Regions from separate parts of the Mus musculus genome. Here region 2 is linked to region 1. Evidence: chromatin contacts called from public HiChIP or PLAC-seq data. All regions are on one chromosome and are shown on one strand. The core of a region is the stretch at or near the end of the contact, and the rest is flanking DNA. Distances in the headings are between cores, read along the strand shown.

The links. HiChIP or PLAC-seq counts read pairs in DNA pulled down with a chosen protein or histone mark.
Region 2: a contact with region 1 is called in an H3K4me3 HiChIP or PLAC-seq map of bone marrow-derived macrophages, with 4 times the contacts expected there. The contact joins the enhancer-like site here to the promoter of Acsl5 in region 1. A contact is called at or near these places in 14 of 39 promoter capture datasets (the 3T3-L1 cell line, 3T3-L1-derived adipocytes, the C10 cell line and 8 more), 3 of 15 datasets of contacts at CTCF or cohesin (CD8 T cells, the NIH/3T3 cell line and stem cell-derived epiblast-like cells), 29 of 484 Hi-C or Micro-C datasets (the AML12 cell line, CD4 T cells, the HPC-5 cell line and 18 more), 12 of 115 datasets of contacts at active chromatin or transcription factors (the 230-238 cell line, the HPC-7 cell line, the SCID.adh cell line and 8 more) and 3 of 9 other capture datasets (adipose tissue, liver and pancreatic islet).

What each region holds. Positions count from the first base shown.
Region 1 is chr19:55,251,534-55,255,067 of GRCm38.p6, reverse strand. Acsl5 (acyl-CoA synthetase long-chain family member 5) reads right to left here and starts at 1,699. Exons shown (of 22, transcript NM_027976.2): 1 at 902-1,699.
Region 2 is chr19:55,297,562-55,301,095 of GRCm38.p6, reverse strand. It overlaps Zdhhc6 (zinc finger, DHHC domain containing 6), which reads left to right. Exons shown (of 11, transcript NM_025883.4): 11 at 2,208-2,880. The coding sequence ends at 2,311. Among named protein-coding and RNA genes, the nearest start is that of Zdhhc6, 17 kb to the left of the region's middle. Within about 2 kb of position 1,530, at least 26 of the 459 cell types and tissues checked have an H3K27ac peak or open chromatin away from gene starts, as enhancers often do. A contact at or near this core is called in the HPC-7 cell line and bone marrow-derived macrophages, where this site is marked.

The DNA.
Region 1 (3,534 bases), core at 450-2,949:
CAATATCCCATAAATACACCAGCTACTTCGCCTGCCTAAGTAAGCTACCTGCTTTTCTCAAAGCGCCTGCATTTACAGCTATTGTTTTATTTAGTCTATTGTGCCTTTCATTGGTAGAGACGGACACATGAGTGATGCTCACAAGATTTTATACTGTTCCTTCCAAGGTGAATTCTAAAATTACCTGAAATAACTGCCATGTGCACACAGAGGGCGGGGTCAGAATCCACTGCCTTCTATCTCCAGTTTTTAAACCTGACCAATGCTTTATTTTATTTTAGACCCTGCCTCTTACAAGGCACCAATCAACTGTAAGTAGGAAGTTTAGATTCAACCCTGCCATTCAGACTAGACTGTCAAAGGGGAGGGGGAGGGGCGATACCACTAGGAGGTATCAAAGCCCAGCTCCTGCAGCCCCTTTTCAAGGCTCCCAAAACCCTTTAAGAGCATCTTAGGTCTAACCAGTGTTTATAGCTCTGAAAAGAGACCCAGCTTCATTCGGCCTGTATCTCCATCTCTTTGGACTGATTCCTTAGCTCTTACCATCAGAGGGAGTCAAAACTCAGTGAAAATCAGGGTTAACCCCCCACCCCCACCCCCCAGCCCACCCCAGGGAGCTATGCCGCCACGTGCTCGGGTCTGCCAAAAGGTCTCTGCTTGTATTCCACCCCTTAAGAGAAAGTCCCTCCCTGTGTCCTCTTCCTCCTTCCCCTCATCCCTCCTGATGCAGAGGAGCCCTCCACTCCCAGGCAGAGAGAGCATGGCGCGCACACGTGGAGGCACAGCAAGCTTTGAATTCCAAGCAGCTTCCTGAAGTGGGCAGGGAGGAGGGATTTGGGATGCCTCTGTCACGCGTGCAGGAGCCCCGTCCTAGGATCACACCCGGCTCCAGATCCCTTACCCTGGGAAGGGCCGCACGCACGCCTTGGAGCTTCCGAGTGAGGCTTTCTGGCTCCGGCTTCTTGCTGGCAGGAGAGCCTCGGTCCTCCCTTCCTCACCCCGGGCTTCTCCGCGGGCAGGGTGACTTCAGAGCGTCCATGCAGGCAGGCAGGCAGGCAGCCTGGCTAGTGGCCCCACTTCTGCCCTGCCCTGATCTGTCCCAGCCAGGCCATAGCCGGGCTTTCTGACATGCTGGTGCTGGGGACTTCACTTCCTGGTTTGGCTTTTTTTTCCCTCCTCCTTCACAACTGAAAGTGGAACCGCTTTTGACTAGGAGGAGACAGATATCCAAAGCTACCCTAGCCGGTTTTCAAAGCCTTTAACCTCAATCCCCAGGGGCTGAAACACGAGCCACCTTTGCATCAACACAGTCCACCTGCTCCCGCTGGTCCCACTAGCTCTTCTCCAAGATGAAAATCCAAATGAAAACGAGTTGAGGTGGCCCTGGGTTCATTGCCAGAGAAACGGAGGTGACGTTGTTCCCCGCTGCGTTCGCAGGACAGGAAAGTCCAGCTAGAGGGACCTCCGCCCTTAGGTTAGATGCAGCACGACTGTCTCTTTCTCTGTGTAGCTCCTTTCGCCAGTCCCCAGACCTCCCTGATTCAAAAAGCCAGGCACCTCTGCACCTCGCAGAGACAACAGAATAGATAAATAAGCCAGGAACCACGGGGGCAGAGAGCCATTCAGTTGAAGTGGCTCCCTTTCCGCAGACACACCAGCTCAGCTCCGGCTCTCACCCCGCCAAGTTTAAGGATGAAATGTGTTCTGTGACCCCTCTTACACCTCAGCATTATCCGGGTTCACAGTTGTCTTAATCGATCACCCTTTGAGGTTCTGGTCTCCCAGGGACACAAGGAGACCTCGGTCTCAGAATTGGAAGAGAGATGACAGGTTCTGCCCCCTCCCTCTCCCCCACTCCCGCTGCAACCTCACGACACGCAGAATCAAGTAGCATTTTCCCGGCCTTGATCCCTCCAAGGATTGACAGGAAGTTCAAGGTGAAGACTTCACTAGAGTGCTAGCCTACCTTAGGATTCCTTCTTTGTGCAGAGAGCACCCCATACCCACCCACCCCTGCTATAAAGACCAGGAAAAACAAACCGGTGCCACACCTCAGAGACCTGCAGGTCTGACCCCTTGGGAAGGACGGATAGAGGTGCCTCTAGCTTTTGTTTAATTTTGGAGCTCAGCTTCCCAGGAGACTTTTCTCCCCCCCCCCCCCGGCGTCCCCCCCCCCCCCAGGAAAACCTCAGGTGGGAAAGTGCATGCCAAGCCTCAGATGTCTATCTAGGATATCTATCTCTGGTTTCTAAGTCCTGTTTTATCCCATCTCCCATAGCAGGAGCACACCAACTAGTCTAATTGTTGTTTTTGACGTCATGGATCTCTAGAATTAAGTGTCCGTTTCAGCAAGGGCTGGGTCATTCTAAGATCTTGTTGTCTTGTCTTTCCATCCAGTTCCACCGCATGGTAATGACACTCTAAATGTTTCCCACATGGGGAGGATTCTGACATCGCCCAAGATTTCTATACGATGGAGCAGACCGTAGAGACAGACTAGGTCAACTATAGCTCTACCACTAGCTATACTAGTGGGTTAGGCATACTACTCCCCTTATAGGAGATGCTCCTAATGTCACCACATACCCTGCCTTTAGGATGCTTTCCAGACCCTAAGAGTGTCACAACCCGGAAGTCCTTCCTCCCTCCGGAGACATCAACAATTGTTAAGTGGCTCCTCTTAAGAATTTCTGAATGGAAGATGAAAGAAACCTGCATCCTTGCTCCAACTTTACCCTTTACAAAAGGCTTTATACCCTCACATTCTCTTCCAATTCTTTTGATTTTTTTTTCCTCTTCTAAGAGTCAAGTGGCTCAAATGTTTTCCTTTCAAATTGACATCTTTCTTTGCCTCCCACACAAGTGAGCTGAGAGATTATCACCCCTGTTATGAAAGAGCTTTAGTCAGGTTACAGATGAATACACACTCACTTTCTCCCCCGCCATATCTATCTACTCCCTCTAGCCCATAGGCCAGAGAAGGCAGCTTACCTCTTGAGAATGGTCACAGCAGCTAGGTTGAGGAATGGCTTCTCTTGCAGCTAGCTCTCTCTGTTCAGCACCACATGAAGCTGCCTCTGCCTTTCCACGCTCCAGGACGAGGCGCACCTGAAGCCACCGGATCTTGCTCTGAGTGTCCTGCCAGCTGCTCTGGAACCTTTGGACCTGTTTCGATAGAGGTGCAAAGGTAGAAGTTACCTGCTCACTCAGAGTCACCTCTGACAGAAGTGGAGAATTTGGCAAAAGGTTAAACAAGAGATTGTTAGGCAATGGATTTAAGAGGGGGAAGAAAAAAATAGAGCAATTGGCTCAGAAAGCTGCCATTGAATGGGGTGGAACTTTTTAAAGGTCAGCTTCAGGGAAGGGACAGGCATGCGTATGACTTTGCATAGGAGTTTTCTCCCCCCCCCCCCCCCCAATCTATGGGTCTGAGACAGGAAGAGGCTAGACTAGACAATAAGGCAGAGAAAGTGCACCTTCACTTCAGGAAATGGGGAAGTCACCCATATCGGCTCAGGCTGTGCCTATAAGATC
Region 2 (3,534 bases), core at 281-2,780, 46 kb before region 1:
TCGAGGAAACCCACCCAAATTCACAGCTTCTCAGTCACAGAAAGGAGAGCTATGGAGGTAGCTAAAATGGTGGGGAAAGCCTTCAGAGCCCTGCATTCTAGAAGGATCACTGTCCAGTAAAGACTGGAGAGCAGGTGAGGGCAACAAGGAAACCAGTTCAGAACCTTGATGGAAACATTAATAAGGAGATGTCAGTCACTTGGCAAGAAATTTAAAAGTGCAGGAAAAATTCAGTGAGTAACTAAGACACTGACAAAGAAACAAACAGAAATGCTGCAAGTGAAAGGCAATCCAAAAAAAAAAAAAAAAAAAAAAAAAGGCAGTGGAAAGAAAGGAAGCAGGCGTTGGCATGACCAGGCAGAGCACGGTTATGGACATATGGCTCAAGACAGTGATATTCTCAGACATAAAAACAAAACAGCAGGACGGAAACTTCCAAAACCTCTGAAATGCATTCAGGAAACTAAACCTAAGAAAAGAGACTAAAACTAGGAGATAGTCTGACTTCAGAGGCAGTTTAGTCAATGAAATTAGAAAGTTTCAGAGACTGAGAGGAAGAAATGGACACCCAGACACAAGATGCATGTAGAACCCAAATAGTCTTGGTCAGAGAAGAACTCAGTCAAGATGTCAAAAATGAAAAGCAAAGGAAAAGGCTATGGGGGAAGGCAAAGGTAGACCCGTCAGGATAACGTCAGACTCTTGTCAGTAACCATAAAAGCCAGGAGCACTTGGCAGGTCATATTCAAACACAGAAAGTAAATAGCTGCCAGCAAGGAGAACAAACGACAAGAAATGTGGGGACCAGGAGCCCCTGGTCACTGCTGTTGGGATGGTAGACTGCTACAGTCCCCTGCAAACAATGTGGAGGTTTCTCAAAAAACTACAAATAGAACTTCCGTATTACTCAGGTTGTGCGGATCCAGAGGATATATTTAAATGACTCTTCAGTCCTACCACAGAGACACTCGCACACAGTGATTTATTCCTGAAACATTCACAGTAGCTAAGGAAAAAACAGCCGAGATATTCACCAGTAGATGAATGGGTAGAGGAAATACATTACATACACACAGTGGAATTTTTATTCATCTATAAAGAAATGTTAAATGCTATTTCCAAGAAAATGGATGCAACTGAATTTCATTATGAGGCTCAGACAAACACTACAACCTGTTTTCATATGTCGATTCTAGCCGGTGGTTTGGGTATGTTTAAACAAGAAAGGATAAAACAGTTTTTAAAAGAGAGGTATTTGGATACAGACCTATGACATGAAAACAAACGGATTATTAGGAAGGGGATTAGAAGGAAGATGAGGGCGGGATGGAAGAACCATTATTATGAGAAAACTCATTACTCTGTATGCTGATTTTTAAAATTAATCAAATAAATTCTGATGGATGTCTTTTGGCTATCAGTGAAAAGTGAAGCATGGAACTAATATGCAAAAGCAGCTCACTCACAGCCCAGGCTGCAGATGGGTGGAGACTGTAGGGAACTGTAGAGTCAGGAAATAGATTACATACATCCAGCTTCCCTTCCCTTCCCTCCACTCTCACCCATCCCCCACCCCACCCCAAGTCACAGTCACATCCCCTTTAAGGGGAAGTTCCTTTTAAAGCTAAGGTTTAAATTTTAAAGATCAACCTGAGATGTTCTTAAAGAAAATACTTAGGATTAATCATAGTTTACTCCATAAGACAGCTTAGGTGATTCTGGTATAGAAATTCATAGCCTGGGAGCAGATGGCTGTAACCTAGTATTCAGAAGATCATAGGTTCACAGCAGACCCTGAACTACATAGCAGAACTCTCTCAAAAAAAAAAAAAAAAAAAAAGAAGAAGAAGAAGAAGAAAACAAGGAAAGACTTGAGAAGGAAATGCAGAGAGGCGTTAGGAGGGTCATCCTTGGAGTGTACTGTAATGGTGTGCCACAACAATCACCGTATAGTTAGTGACCGAAGATCCAGTTAGGCACTGTCCAGACCACACTAGTCTTAGATGATGGGATAGGAGCTAGAGTCTTCCCATTTCCTAGCTTGGTAGAACCATTTGGAGACTTTTCCCTGGCCTGTGTCTGAGAGCTACTGAGGGGACAGCAGGAAGTCTTAACAACTAATCTTCACTTGAAACAGTAGAACTTGCTCCTGGTAATGTCACCTGGTCCTGCCACCTGCTTCACTGTGGCATCACTTTCTCCCTCAGGTACTTCAAGAGTAAGAGGGTGGTTTCCTAGAAACTGTGTGGAAAAGTGTCCCTGTGATGGTGACTCAGATCCAGCCCCAGAGGGGGAGAAGAAGAACAGATAGCCACTGTTAAAGTGAGATCACTAAGTCTTCATTACTTGAAAATCCACATGTAGTACCTGAGAATTATGCAACGAGCCTACTCTGCTTAAGGTATTCTTTTCCTCAAAGATGCCCTAGTGCCATGACTTCAGAAATGTTTATTACCGTTTTGAAACAGAAGCCATTCTGCATATGCCTTTGAATTCCTGCCGTCTTTCCACTTCTTCCTACTGAAGCAAGGCCGTTCCAGCCCAGTGAGCAACTTGCCCTTTCTGTGTGCTGCACATCTGACTTCCCCTGCAGGTCTAATTCCCCACTGGACAGGAGCATCTTGCATGTGGTTACTCTGTTTCTTCCTCAGTTGACATTTCCTTCATAATCTTCTAGAGACTGTAAAACTTGTCAGATTCAATATAAACTCAAATTTGGTTACTTTTAATAATACAGATTTTTGTCAAATCCAATAAAGGTCAATGGATGTTCTGTAAAAATTATAGTTTTCACCAAAAAGCATTGTTTTTAGTTTGCTTTTTGGTTTGGTGGTGGTGGTGGTGGTTTATTTTGTCTTCTGAGTAAAAAGGTTTCTCTGACGTCCTTATGAAAACATTGCCCTGCTGCCAAGTGTAGTCGTGTTGAGTCATGAGCTTTAAGACGTTCAGTTCAGTGAATGAGCCTGTTACTGCTAGATTGACTTTACAGCTTTACATCTTGTGCAAATCACTAGTGACCGCTTCTGCCTACTTTAATATCAAAGCCTGAAGCTTGTGCAAGTTCTAGGATCTAAACTTACAGGTGAGCTTTTCAAAACAGGTCGGCAGAACTGCAGGAGAAAGTCTCCCTCACTGGACTTGAGTAAGCTGACTGAGCATTCCTTAATTCTTGCTTTCCTGGAATTAAGGCCTCTGGGGCAGCCAAGCCTACAACACTAGATAGGAGTAAGAAGTGGGCACCTGGGTGCTCAGCAAGAAGCAGGTGTGGTTGTTGTTACCCTGTTGTAAGAGCAGCAGGTGAACATGAGTCAGATACAGTTGTTTCTGAAGGCAGGATGCTCTTGAGTTGACAAAGCAGATGAGACAAGTCACGTGCCTGTGGGAAGTATCTATATTTTAGACAAAAACAGCAAGCATCCACACTGTGGTACAGCCTAGCATGTTTCAAGACCAGGGAGGCAGCCATTGAGGTCAGCTGGAGTAGAGGGGTATAGAGAGGGAAATCAGAGCTGAGAAGGCACTAACCACCGTGCA